2 separate regions of the Rattus norvegicus genome follow, and region 2 is linked to region 1. The links are chromatin contacts, called in public Hi-C maps. All regions are on one chromosome and are shown on one strand. The core of a region is the stretch at or near the end of the contact, and the rest is flanking DNA. Distances in the headings are between cores, read along the strand shown. Region 1 overlaps Igsf21 (immunoglobin superfamily, member 21). Region 2 holds the start of Igsf21 (immunoglobin superfamily, member 21).

Evidence for each region. Hi-C and Micro-C count contacts between places; a contact is called where the count stands out from the background.
Region 2: a contact with region 1 is called in a Hi-C map of prefrontal cortex, with 2.8 times the contacts expected there. The contact joins the promoter of Igsf21 here to the enhancer-like site in region 1. A contact is called at or near these places in 1 of 12 Hi-C or Micro-C datasets (prefrontal cortex) and 1 of 1 datasets of contacts at active chromatin or transcription factors (oligodendrocytes).

Annotation. Positions count from the first base shown.
Region 1 is chr5:157,698,525-157,701,574 of GRCr8, reverse strand. All of the region lies in intron 2 of Igsf21 (immunoglobin superfamily, member 21), which reads left to right. Among named protein-coding and RNA genes, the nearest start is that of Igsf21, 95 kb to the left of the region's middle. Within about 2 kb of position 1,589, at least 44 of the 93 cell types and tissues checked have an H3K27ac peak or open chromatin away from gene starts, as enhancers often do. A contact at or near this core is called in prefrontal cortex, where this site is marked.
Region 2 is chr5:157,793,836-157,796,885 of GRCr8, reverse strand. Igsf21 (immunoglobin superfamily, member 21) reads left to right here and starts at 1,596. Exons shown (of 10, transcript NM_001271454.2): 1 at 1,596-2,117. The coding sequence starts at 2,048.

The sequences.
Region 1 (3,050 bases), core at 340-2,839:
AATCGTATATAAGTACACTGTAGCTGTCATAAGACCCACCAGAAGAGGGCATCAGATCTCATTACAGATGGTTGTGAGCCACCATGTGGTTGCTGGGATTTGAACTCAGGACCTCTGGAAGAGCAGTCGGTGCTCTTAGCCGCTGAGCCATCTCTCCAACCCTTGAATTTCTGGTCTTTGATTTGCCGTTGGCTGACAAGTCTTGTGTCATTGTTGGCTATGGCTGTGTTCCTTTTAACCCAAACCTGTCCTCTGTCTCAGTATAATAACCCTGCCAAGTTGGAACCAGCTCTGGTGTCTTCCACCCATGCCCTACAGACCTACACACTTGATTGAGCCCACGGTACCCAGTCAAGGCCAGCAGGACAACTTGCCATGGGTTGTGTTGTCTGTGGGCTCACAGGCTATGAGGGCTGCTTGGCTGTCACAGACTGTAAACGGTGAGAGACTGGGACAAACGTACCCAGATTCTGGCTGATACTGGAGTCACGTCCCACACTCCCTCATTCCTGGGTGGAATCAGAGGGAGGTAACCATGGTCCGATAGGAACTGTCCTTGGTGGGATAGAATTAGAAATGGTAAGAGACCACAGGCCCCAAAGCGCTCCATTGCCCCCAGCAGTCATCATGCTGGGGGAGATGACGGTTCTTCTGAGGAGACAGCTTCCAGAAGAGAGACAATACCAGGCCAGGCTGGGGCCATCCATGAAAGTGTCCCTGTGGCTCTCTAAACTAGAGGCATAGTCTGTCATGAGCTTTTTTTAGCTGGATAACAGAGTCCATCTTCCTTCTGCCTAGCCAAGTCTACCTTCCCCACCCCCTACCCCCCACACACTGACAGCTTAAAGCATTGGTTACATCTCTGACAAGTGTCAAGCCCTCTGTATGGGGCTATGGTAGGCTACATTAATTTATTTTATTTCATTTCACATCCTTTGACTGAAGGCCTCTGGAGTGGGGGGTATGCAGATGTATGCAAATCATATGCAAATTGACCACCAGAGCCAAATGCCCGGCTCTTTTAATTCTGTAGCTGGACTGGGTGGTGGCTGGCTGTCTGGTTGCTCTCCTTGGGACCAGAGGAGCCCTTGTGCTCTGCCTGTGATGGGGAGGAGGGGTGCAGGGAGGGAAGGAAATTCCAGGAAAGAGGCTCCATGCTGCCAGCTTTCTTTCCCTCCGATTGTTGCTGTTCTGGTCTCTTTTCCCTCAGAGCCAGCTGAAGAGAGAGAGATAAGAACTGACCTACTCAGGTAGAGGCTGCAGGATTTGGGGCTGGGCAGAATTTCTAGAGGGTATGGGAGAGGCAACCAGGATAGCCCCAACCTCCTCCAGTGGATGTCCCCCACTACCAGCCCAGCCCCTCAGCCTGCCTCATCACCTCCCTTCCAGAAGTCTGGCCACAAACAGCAAACTGCCCAGTGCCTTTTGTCTCCAGGCCCCTGTTACTCCCCTTCTCCTTCCTCCCCCAGCTCCTGAATGAATTTACAGAGCCTGGCTTGGAACAAGATGAATAGATCCCACAGGCCCAGCCAGGCCTAGGCCTCCAATTGCTTCAGAAGGGAAAAGCAGAGACATTGTGAGGCTACCACTGCCCTGCTCGCTCAGCCCAGAGGGCACACATCAGTCCATGCCTGTGCTGAGCCTTGTGCCTCTGCTCTGCTCTAGAAAATTGTCCAAGTAGTAGACATCAGAGTTTTTCCAAGGCAAAGAAGCCTGAGTGAGTAGCTTGGTGGTAGAGTGCTTGCCTAGCATGCGCAAGGTCTTGGGTTCAATTCCCAGCACCGGAGAGACAGACAGAGAGACAGAGAGAGACAGAGAGACAGAGACAGAGAGACAGAGGGAGAGACAGAGAGAGACAGAGACAGAAAGACAGAGACAGAGAGACACACAGAGAGAGACAGAGAGACAGAGACAGACAGAGACTTTCCAAAGCATAGAGAGTAGATTGGTTCTTCAAAGAGACTGGGGAGCCAATAATAGTACTGACCTCTGGCTTGACTTCTGGGGATGCCTAGAGAGAAGAAGGTGATGGAGAAGTGGCCTGAACTTAGACGCCTTTTCTGGGGTCTGGCTAATAGGGAAAGAATTCAGGCCAGTTTGGTGACAGTGACAAAAACTATTGGATAGTTTTAAGAGAACAGACATGATCAGAGCCAATCCCATGCCAATCCATGTGGCTGCCACTGGTCACACATGGCTATTCTGATTTAAATTAAAGGGAAAATGCTTTCCCCATTCACTCAGACAAGTCATTTCCAGCACTCTCCACACAGGACTGGTGGCATCAGATTGCAACAGAACAGACATAGGACACTCCCATCTCTGCGGGGGTCTGTCAGAACCCAGAGTGCCTCTGATGTTCAGACCTCCTCTTCACCAGAGCCTCTAGAATATGCTGTGCTTGCCTGTCGAAGGGACGGGACAGCACTGGCTATTCTAGGAGTCATTTCCTGGCAAACTCTTGCCACGGTGAGTTCCAGCAAAGTGAATTGTATTGATTTTATGAGCTATCATCATTACAGCATGTGTGTTTGTGGTGAGGGAGGGTGGAAAGAAGGAAGCTGTTATCCCTCTTAAAATACAATTGAAAACATAGAGCCAAGGGACTGATCAAGCCTGGAGTCTTGGGTATTGTGGTCTCTGTCAAGGTCCTATGTGATCTAATGACGCCTTACATCTCCAAGGGACTTTCCCACCATTGCATGGGTTTATCGTCTAGACTGGAGTCCTCGGGTCTCCATCTTTCTTTTCTGCAGTAGCTAACAGGCTAGAGGTGCAGTTCCACACATGGCCAGTAGGAGCAGCACTCTGACATCCCATCTACCTTAGGGCTCAAGGAAGAACTCCAGACGAACGTTACACAGTAAACGTCACTTTGTCCTTCCAGTCCACTGGGGTCGTGTTCAGAAATGAGACGAATGCCAACCTGAGTGGCTGGCATTAGTGTGACATTCCGTGGAGTTGAGGACGGGGTCAAGGGCTTCACACTTCAATTTCATGCTGTCGCTGTGAGACAAATAATACTGTGAATTCTGCTTTTCAAAGGAGGT
Region 2 (3,050 bases), core at 347-2,846, 95 kb before region 1:
AATAGACGGGCAAGGGTTGTGCTCTTCCCGTGACTGGCTTGGGGGGGGGGGGTGACCAAAGAAGATTTGGGGGGAAGATGTCCTTAAGCTCACCCTCAGCAGCTTGGGGAAGATGAGACTTGGAGGAGGAGCAAAAGGGAGCGAAGAACAGCCAGGGAAAGGATAAAGGCTCAAGGCTCCAGTGTTCAAGCCAGATCCAGCCCAATCAGGCTAGCAACCAATTAGTCTGATTCAAAAAAAAAAAAAAAATACCCACGTAGGGACAAACTGTAATCAAACACCTATTTATAAGGGTTTATTACGATCATTATTATTATTTTACTGAGAGGATCATTCTAAAGCCTGTCAGGTGAACGTATTCGCTCAGATCTAAATAAATGCAAATCGCTCTTCCCCTGGAGCTGGGAGGCTGGGCACGCCTGAGCTGCAGCTAGCTGCTTTGAAAGGCCGAGTGCCACCAAGGCTGTAGAGGGTAAAGGAGGGGAGTGGGTCACTCCGTGGGGTATCCTGGCACAAGTCTCTCCCAGCAGCACCTGCCAAGCCATTACTCACTACCCACCCCTCTCACACGGAGTGGAGCGAGTGAGCCTGGCAATGTACCCATTGCCCATCTGAATAAACTGAGCAACAAGGACGCAGCAGCTTAGTGAAGCTGGGTGAGCTGGGACTTCTTGGGAGAGTGTAGCATCAGATCTGGGTCCTGGTTTGGGGGCTCAGATTCACTCACTGGTTCTGTTGTTCATTCTGGACCTTGTCAGTCTAACTTCTGGTCCCTTGTGTAGCTCCACCACCACCAGCAGCAGCAGCAGCCCCCCCACCCCGACTCCAAGAGCTAGGAGCACCTGCCTCCTCCTCACGTGGGAGATCCCAGAGTCCAGGGTCAATGCTGTGTGTGTGTGTGTGTGTGTGTGTGTGTGTGTGTGTGTGTGTGCATCAAAGCAATGATCTGACACAAGTTTCAACCCACCCCGATTCTTAGGTGGAGGAGCTCAGGTGTCAGGCCTGATTTAAAAAAAAAAAAAGGTGACATCTTGGTCTCTGACCGAAGAAAAAGTCCATCCCTCCCTTGCCGGGTCCTGCATGCACGCACAATGCAGCTGTACTGCGCGGGGTGCGGGGTGGAGAGTAGCCTTCATTTATGGAACACTAAAGCCCTGAAGCCCCTAAGGAAGACGTTCATAGGTGTCAAAGCCAGCCCTGAGGACCTACATCCCTCCGGGCAAAGCACCTCTCTCCTGGAGGGAGGAAGGGTGCTAGCATTCACCAAGCCGAGGAAAGGGGCGTCCAGGGACACTGCCAGGTGGAAGGGGGGGTGTGATTCGGGTGGAGCGAAGCTTGGTGTGTGTGTATGAGAGGATGCGGCTCACAAGCAAGCAGTTGTGATGCGATGGAAGGGGGGGGGCAGAGGGTAGAAGCCGAGGGGGAGGGGGCGAGTTCTCCTCTCTGCAATAAATCGGCTTAGCGGACGAGAGCCGAACAGCCCAGAACGGATTAAAGAAAAGTCTGTAGAATACGGCAGCGAGCGCGGTGCGGGGGGCGGGGGGACGGGGGCGGGGCGGCAGGGAAGGAGGGAGAGGAGGGGGCTCGAGAAGAGCGAGCGCGGGGCAGAGCGCGGCGGCGCGGGCAGAGCTTCGGCTCCAAACTCCGCCGCTGCCGCCACGGATCCGACTCCGGCCGCCGTGGGCGCCAGGAGCAGCCGACCAGCCGAGAGCAGCTGCGCTCCCCAGCCAGGTCCTGTGCAGCCCAGAGCAGCCAGTGTGTCTGGTGCAGCCCGGAGCATCCTAGTACAGCTCAGAGTAGCCTGGTGGTGTATCCCGGAGCATCCCGGTACAGCCCAGAGCAGCCCCGGGTAGCCTGGCGGCCCGACCACGGTAGCATGAGGACGTCCCCGCGGCGCCCCTCGCTGCCCGTCACCGCCACGGCCGGCGGCCCGGGTCATAAGCGCTTCTGAGCCCATGGCGAGGGGACCCACCGTCGCCACCGCGATCGCCGCCGCCGCCGCCGCCGCCGCCGCCGCCTCGGCCAGCGCCGTCAGCTCCTGGGCACCATGCGAGCTGCTCCAAGCCTCCGCCGCGCCTCCTGCCTGCTGCTCGCCGCGATCCTGGACCTGGCGCGCGGTGAGTGTGCGGTCGCCTGCGGGAGCCCGGGGCCGGGGGACGCGCGCAGGGACCGAGAAGGGCGCGAGCCCCGGTGGCTCTGGGAGTCTCAGGCACAGTTCAGGAGGGTTTCCGTGCAGCGAAGCTTGGCAGGAGAAGATAGCTCTTTTGGAGAAAGCCCTCGTGGGTCTGTGCCAGTGTGTGTGTGTGTGTGTGTGTGTGTGTGTGTGTGTGTGTGTGTCTTTGTTGGGTCTGTGAGTGTCCGAGAATCAGCTGTGTGTGGAGAGGGCACGGGAGTACATGTAGATGTGGTTGTGTGATGGTGTGTGGGGTCTGTATGTGTGAGAGGTAACATCGAGTCCAGATCAGTTACATGGAAGGGTGAGAGAGAAAGTCTGAGTGTTTGGGGGTGTGAACTCCTTCATGAGGGTAAGTGTGTGAGCGACGCTGCATGTGTGAGCCTGTTAAGGAAGTCTGAGGTGTGGCAGTTCACGCCGATCCCGGTTTGCTTGCTGTTCTCTAGAGGGCTGTGTGACAGTCGGTGACTGTATTTCTGTTATATCTGCGCAGGAGTGTACCTACCTACACGTGGAAGCACGGTACTTCAGGTCCTGTAAGCTTTTGGTCTGGGAGCAGGTGCAGATCAAGGGAACTTGAGTGTCTGGTGGGCAGGGAACTGTGATCACATCTGGGGCTGGAGGGGGTCCAACAGCATGGCTCGCGTCTGTGTGTGTGTGTGTCCTGCATAGGCTTGGTCATGGGCTAGGCTGGACCACATGGAAGGAAACTGAAGCTCAAAGGGTTGCCCAGAGCCAGCAGTGCGGGGCAGTTCTAGTGTGCCTGGTTGGGGCTGCCTGGGGGGAAGGGGCATCCTGCCCACCGCCGCCCTCTGGTGGGCCTTAAATGCTGTGGAAGTCGAACTTGACGCCCCAGTGCTTTCCCGGCAGGGAACAG